Linked DNA regions of Zea mays: region 1 is linked to region 2. Evidence: chromatin contacts called from public Hi-C data. All regions are on one chromosome and are shown on one strand. The core of a region is the stretch at or near the end of the contact, and the rest is flanking DNA. Distances in the headings are between cores, read along the strand shown.

The links. A called contact is a pair of places that touch in the nucleus more often than the background predicts.
Region 1: a contact with region 2 is called in a Hi-C map of tassel, with 2.3 times the contacts expected there. The contact joins the promoter of LOC100285436 here to the promoter of LOC103643703 in region 2. A contact is called at or near these places in 3 of 25 Hi-C or Micro-C datasets (bundle sheath, ear and tassel).

The regions. Positions count from the first base shown.
Region 1 is chr1:258,998,373-259,001,841 of Zm-B73-REFERENCE-NAM-5.0, reverse strand. It overlaps LOC100285436 (synaptic vesicle 2-related protein), which reads right to left and starts at 1,925. Exons shown (of 7, transcript NM_001158329.2): 1 at 1,694-1,925; 2 at 915-1,105; 3 at 485-761. The coding sequence starts at 741. LOC109943771 (a long non-coding RNA gene) reads right to left here. Exons shown (of 2, transcript XR_002266851.2): 2 at 3,272-3,469.
Region 2 is chr1:258,171,161-258,175,124 of Zm-B73-REFERENCE-NAM-5.0, reverse strand. It overlaps LOC103643703 (patatin-like protein 3), which reads right to left and starts at 1,688. Exons shown (of 1, transcript XM_020546829.3): 1 at 1-1,688. The coding sequence starts at 1,249.

The DNA of each region.
Region 1 (3,469 bases), core at 676-3,175, 830 kb before region 2:
ATAATCGTCCTGACTTTGTGAAGGCAAAATCACTATTTAGCAGTGCTGGGGGTTATCAAATTGTTTATGCAAATCTGGCCGTTTATGAGGCATCCCACTCTGGTTTTATTATTTTACAGGTAGCAAGAGGGAAGATAAAAGAGAGAGGTGCAAACTAGACGAAAGAGAAGAACAAATTGCTTGCCTTTTACCGTGCTGATTCACTACATGAGGTCGCTAACTGAAATGACTCATTGGTTTATTGACTCAGTGAACTGATTCCAACCACAGGTCACATAGTAAAACTAATACCAGTACCACGACCACTGTCAAAACTGTATTGGTTATTTGGACGTAGGTGTGATTAGATCCAATATCTTCAGACTAGTGAGAAATGAAATCAGTTTCCTGTGAATCCTAAAGGACTTGAAATTATTCCTGCCTGCCTTAAGAAGCCAAGGCCTGTAAATTGAAACATAAAGAGTTTGCTGGAGCAGATCCTTACTTTCTTCCGTATCTGTCGGAAATAAAGCCCCAAGCACAAGCTCCGATTAGCATGCCAGCAAACACAACACTGGATAGCAGACTCTCGTCTTGGGGAGAGACATTCCACTCTTCCCGCACCACTGGTCCAAGGAATGACAATAGCATGACCTCCATGGCTTCTGCAACCCAGCCCATTCCTGCATATGCAAGGACAAGTGCTTGGAACTTTCCAAACCCCATGAGCGTAAGAGCGTCATCAGTAGTGTATGTTTCCATATGAGCAGCACCTGCAGATTCTGCAAAGCAAAAGGTGTCTCTAAGAAATTCCAAGCATAAACTTGTGGTGAACCAACAATCAGAGATTTTGAGATTGCACGTATTTGCTTTTATAGTGTTTGTCAATACCATATACAAAACGAATCCATTTTTAGGGAACATACTGGACTCACCACTGAACCAGTGTGTGTAGCACCGTGATCTGACAACGCTTATTTGATGAGTAGAATGAGTATCAGTGTCTATCTGATCCAAGTTTCAGAATCAACCATTGCAGTGCATTGACATTTTCTCTTTTTTTTCCTTTTTTTCTTTTGCGAGAAGATCTTTATTTTTCTGGAGTAAAAGAGGATGCCGATCGCCACTGCACAGTGAAGGAGGTCAATGTTCAGAAACAGAAGGCAAGTGTAATCCACCCAGCAAATTAAGGGAGCCATGCTTTATTGACAGAAGCTGAGAGCACAAAGGAAGCATAACTACAGAAGATGGGCAGCATAGTAACGATAGCGGAGACGAACTGCCATATTTCGGCATAGTATATTCCTTGTGGCTAGAGAGATCGTACGGTATATTGGCTGAAGATGCGCAGGAGCGTCGACTTTGAGTGGCAGCTGATTGGGTACATCTTCTTGACACTGGTTTCTCAACTCAGACTAAAGAAACGCCACGAGTAAATACGCGGAGCTACAGGTCCATGGTTTTGCCATAGACCATAGTTCAGGGCCGAATTTCAGAGCGTGCATACAGATACAGTGAGAGCACTGCCGCTTAAGTCGAGCAGTACATGTATGCCTAGCCTAGTGTGTGCGCCCGCCGCACTCTCGCAGGAGGAGACCGCCACCGGTATTCGGCTACGGCAGGCCTGGAGCGGGGTGGAGGAGGACAGACGAAGGAAACGAAGGAATCAGTAAGAGGCGAGGGCAAGGGAGGAGTGGAGGGAAACGAAGCGAACCCAGGCTGGCGGGCGAGCTGAGCAGCGGATGCGGGCGACGCCGGTGACTCAGGACCGGCACTTCGAACGGAGGAGCGGTCGGTCCCTCTCCGCCCCGGCTGGCCGGTGGGCGCAGAGCGGCTTAGGTCGCGCCGCTCGCTGTTTGTTGGGAGGCGGTAAGACGAACGAGTAACGAGCGAGCCGCCTAGAGAGCAGATCAGCGTAGCACTTCTGGTGAGATGTTCAGTTTCGTTTGAAGTAGTGGGCGCTCCGGTCTTGGTGGTATTTTTATTTTTAAAACTATTTCTAAAAATAATATTAGGAATTTACTTAGAAAAAATATGTTTGAGCGCAGAAATCCTTCTAGCATGACTAACTATGTTGCCGTTTTTTTAATTTGATGATCCAAATGACACAGCGTGCTAAATTGGAGAACTACCGCTGCATTTTACGCTATCAAAAATATCGACTAGAACATGTTAAGCTAATCATCACCACCATTGTAAAGTAACGCAGTGTCCTCATTCCAACCCTCTACGATAATCTTATTCATGTGGATAGGCTCACCTTTCTATGTCCTATCTTATTTTTGTGTGAAGTATTTGGTCTCCAATTTACAGTGGCTTGAGAATTCAAGCATCCTTCTTTGCTCGCTCTTCTTCTCCTGCAAGATCGATGAGTTCGCAAAGTCTAGAAGTGTCCTCTTTATCTTCACCACTTTCATGGACCTCCGTAATATGAGATAATACACAAAGAGCCATTTTTACTTTATGCTCCTATGTCTTTCTTCTTTCAAACCTGACATGTGCTACCTTACTAGCGTGCTCATTGCATATATTGTTCTTTTCCTACAAAGAGAAATACGATAAATTAGCCACCTACATTAAAATAAAAACAAGGTATCAAAATAATTACATAATCCAAGGCAATCCAAGCACTCATTGTGCAAACCAGCAACAAGGTCATTCATGAGTTGCAATTGAATTTTGTCTCATTTGCCCTCTCCTCCTCTGCTTTCTACCTGGCATTCCATGGCCCTTGCATCTCTCAAACATACCACCCATTTGTACTTAGATATATCAAATTAAATAGATCTTGTTTCTATGCTTGGCGACGTAACTTATCTTTTTGGATTCTAACAAATTTGTTGACACACTGAGATCCATATTTTGATTTTTGTTGCATTACTTGCTTCTATCGAATTGTATCCTCACATTCATGTCTAAATTTGGAATCCTTTTAGTTTCATTTTCTAGTGCTCCATTGACAAAAGGTCATTATATGCCAAATGTTCAATTTTAAGTATTTAAAAATGTCCCACCAACCTCATCGTAATCAACCATATGGTCGCATCGATTGTCTATTCTAAGCTCCAAAGGAACTAGGGCGTAGCGTGCTTCAATTCCACATTTTTAGAGGATTGGGAGGGCTATGATATGTTTCTTTTCTTTCTCATTTTCTTTGGCTCTGACCAATAAGACTTAGGTATATGCATCCACTCAATAAAATGACACTTTCAATATTCATGGTGCAGACGAGGACATTATTAATTCTAGGGGTAAATACAAGGATCAAGATAAACAAAGATAAGGACAACTACATCTCCATAATCACGTAGAGGAGGGTTCTCAATGTGTTCATTGGTAGCTTTGATCTTCTCTTCGTTCATCATTGATGGGAAATTATATGGACGTGAAACCCACCGCTTGAAGCACTCGAGTGGTCGTCTTTCTCTGCACTAGCCATTGAAAAGTAAGTACCTTGCATCCAACTTTTCAAGACCATCCATGCTCTACA
Region 2 (3,964 bases), core at 439-2,938:
CGGTGCCTGACGACGTCGTGGTCGCCGACGACAGCCGCGGCGTGGCCACCTGCTTTATGGCTACGTTCGGAAGCGGGCTGTGCCGCCGCCGCTCCTGCTCCTTAACAAGCTCCGCGGCGAGCGCGTCCACCTTCTCCGCGTTGGTCCGCTCCGACAGCCTTCGCCCCCGGAACAGCACCGACTCCACGCTGCGCTGCGCAAGCATCGCTCCCGCTGCCGCGTGGAGCGGCGCCGGCGCCTTGCGGGCCTGGATGCGCACGTACTTGCATCCACACGCGTCTCCGAACGCCATGGCCACCGACTCGTCCACCATATCCGCGACGCCCTCGGCGGTGACGCGCGCCAGCTCCCGCGGCGACGGAGAACGCGCGGGCATGGGCGTGCTGGACCCGTCGCAGACGGTGGCCGAGGCACCGGCGCCGATGGAGAGCACGAGGAGGTCTTGGACGCCGGTGGCGAGGGGGAACTCCTGCTTGTTGTGGAGCACGTGCGTGATGGCCGCCGCGGCCGGGTTGCCCATGGCCGCCACTCCCCCGGACGCCGCGGCGATGGCCGTGGCGCCATCGACCGACCTCACGCTCGCGAGCGCGCCACCCGCGGCGCAGGTGGCGGCACACACGTCGCGGAGTCGGAAGTCGAAGCTGTCGCTCTCGACGGCGTCGGCGCGGGAGAAGACGAACGGCGCGGCCGTGGCGAGGTCGTGGCACGGCACGAGGAGCGGCGCCACGGTGTCCCTGAGCGTCGCGTCTCCGAACGCGCTGCGGAAGAACGACCGGTCCCCGCCGCGGGCGGCGCCGCGGAACAGCTTCGCCCACGGCCCGCGCCGGCGGCCTCCCCAGCCCTTCCCGCCGATGCTCCCGGCCACGAACGCGAGCGCCTCGTTGGCCGTGTACCGCGGCCGGCCGTCGGCGCCCCTCAGGAACAGCATCGCGGCGAGCACTCCGCCCGCGCCGGCGCCAGCCGCGAGGTCGAAGAAGTCGGCCACGCGCGCGTCCGGGTCGCCGGTGCGGTCGCGCAGCCCGGCCTCGAGCCGCGCGAGCGCGGCGGCGGCCAGGAGCGCGTCCTCGGCGCCCGCGCCGCAGCCGTCGATCGCCAGTACCCGCACGCGCCCGCCGTCCAGAAGCGCCCGGGGAGGCGTGCCGGGGCCGAGGAGGAACGTTCTCTCGAGCAGGGAGAAGATCTCGTAGCTGAGCTTGTCCACGCCCATGCCTTTCGTGGGCGGCGACGCCATTGCCGCGTACGCTTCCATCTCCCGCTCAGTATCACAGGCGCAAGCAAGGCAAGCAGCAGGACAAGGGCCGCTAGAGTAGACTAGGGTGGGAACACGTAGCTTGGCTGCCGGTGGAGCTCGAGAAAGCTCGTGATGTGTGAGAGTGAGACTGCGACTGCTGCTTTTTATAGGACGCGTCCTCCATCCTACCTCGAGGCCGGGAGCATGCTATCGCTCCCCCCGGACGCACGACGTGGCACGCTCGGGCTGCGCCGGACAGCTAGCTAGCGTACGGTACGGAATCTGGATCGGCGGGTGCGGGTGGGACAGACAGCAGACGAGAGACGACCCGACACGAAGGTCGCAGGAAGCGCCGAATGCTATGCTATGCTCCGCTGGAATGGATCACCTGGGCATGGGTGTGGGTGTGGCCGCGCGCGCGCACCCGACGACGAAGCTTCGATTATAGTTTGGGATGGAGGAAGTAGCTAGGCAGTTGCAGTTCTCTCTATGTAGATTGAATTCACCATGGATTCCTTCAATTGAGAAACGATTAATCATTCATTGCATTGCATCGTTTCGGGTTCATCTCTCTGCATGGCCCTCCTGCCGACACTGCATTGCAATGCCTGCTCTTCCTTTCCATGGGATTGATTTCATGGCGCACACGTGCGTGCTCTGTGTATACCGATGTGCCAGCTAGCAGCCTGTAATCGTGTCCATTCCACTCAAAGTGCCGGCAAAGTAGCTAGGTAGCCGGTTCTCTCAAGCCTCTAATTCTAATCCACGAAATAATTGAAGGAGATACAAAAAGGGGGGGCGTTGTAAAGAAGGTCAGCTGGTGACGTGCCTACCTAAAACAAGCTTTTCGAGCATATATCTATCTATCTGTTTGTTTAAGCTCGTAAAACTAGCTCATCATGTCAATGACAACATGTTTCATCTTGTCGCCTTGTCGGAGTTGCTTACTGCACGTTTGCGTACACATGTTTCGTGAGATAATGACATGAACGTGTGAAATAATATTTTTTAGCTGGTTAGAGCATCTCTAAAAGTCCCTTAAAATCCTCCTTAAACAGAAATTTAAGGAAAAAGTGAATAATGAAACCTCCAACGGATCCTTTGAACCTCTTCCATCTTTTTTTATATCCCTCAAATCTCCATCATCTGTATCTACAAACAGGGAATATTTTGGTTGCCCTAAAATAATCGTCGTCGGTCCCATCTATCACATCGACATTTTTCCCGGTCCACCCAACTCTTGTTCCACCCGCCTGCCTCCATCACTAGTTGTCTACCGCCAACTGCCCCCACAGTTCTCCGTCGTCGGCCGCTCCCATCAGCAGTTCTCCGTCGTTAGCCATTCTCATCACCACTTCTCCTCCACCCACCCATCACTAGTTCTCGCAGCACTATATTGCCTCAGCGAAGAGCATCCGAGGAACTGGGCTATCGTGCTACACGCACAAGGTAAGCACAACCATGTCTGTATTTGCTTCTATACTGTAGCCATCACATTTGGGATATGGATTTGCTTCTATATTGTAGCCATATTTGTCAAATTAATTTGTGACCATGTCCTTGATGGTTGCTGATTTGATGAATACGATAAACCAACAGGAAATAGGTTATACAACTTATTGGTTTGTGTTGGATGCAAGTGATATTTGAAACTCCTATTTACACTTGCTTTTGTGCGAACATAAGGTTGACTTCTCCCTTGTGGTTTGGATTGATGATGAGTGATTATCAACGGATAGCACTCTGGGGTAGTCAGTGGACTGACCAGAGTGTGAGATTATGTATGTGCAACCATGTCGGTCCGCTTGTGGTGTGTAGATGTGGAGCATAGATACGGTGGTCGGCGGCTAAGGTGAAGGTCATGCGGGCTCGTGCTGATGGACTGGGAGCGGTGAAGGACGAGCGTTGGGTCTTGGCTGACGGGCCGGAGCAAACGGGTAACCAACCGTGGTGGCTAACACTCGCACGAGGACGTGGTCGAGGACTGGTGGGACATGCGTCTGGTTGTGGAGGACGTGCACGCGGTGCGATACTCACGGTGGTTTGGTGTTTGAGCCTCAAAACCACCCTGCGCTACGGATGGTGGGTTTTGCTGGGTTTGGGCCTCAAAACTCGGCGGCGACGGTTCAAGAGAGAATCAGTGAGGGCACATGACATCACAGTGAAGGGTGCATCGAGGCGAAGCAACTTCGTGTAGAGTGTGTGGCCGTTAGATCAAAAACTTAGGAGATGGTCTATTTCGCACCCAATGGAGTGCATAGACTCTATGTAAATAGGGCTAGTTTAGGAAATAAAAATAACCCTCTATAAATAGAGGAAATGGCTGGTTAGTCTAGTATGACTTTGCTGTCATTTGTTTTGGCTTAGGGTTTTAGCACTCATATTTCCCATCTCTAGACGACTCTAGTTTTTAGCCAAGGATCCATAGTGATTTTGTACTTCGACTGTGTTTGTGATCTTCAAGTTTAATCTGAGGAAGGATCACCGGTACGGCCCATAGGTTTTGTCACTTCTCAATCTCAGTTTTGTATCCTAGCTGAAATTATGAAGTTTTGTGTTCTTGGTTTCTCCCTTCCCCTTCTCTTGTGGATTTGTGGAGAGCCTTCGAGTTCTTGTGACATCGGTGATGTTGGGGATTGACTTGTGTGGATATAGACTCTTTGGATCACAACATACGCCCTCATGGTGCTGTTCTTGGTCATGATCCGAGTTGATTCTCATTTGGGTTCGTTT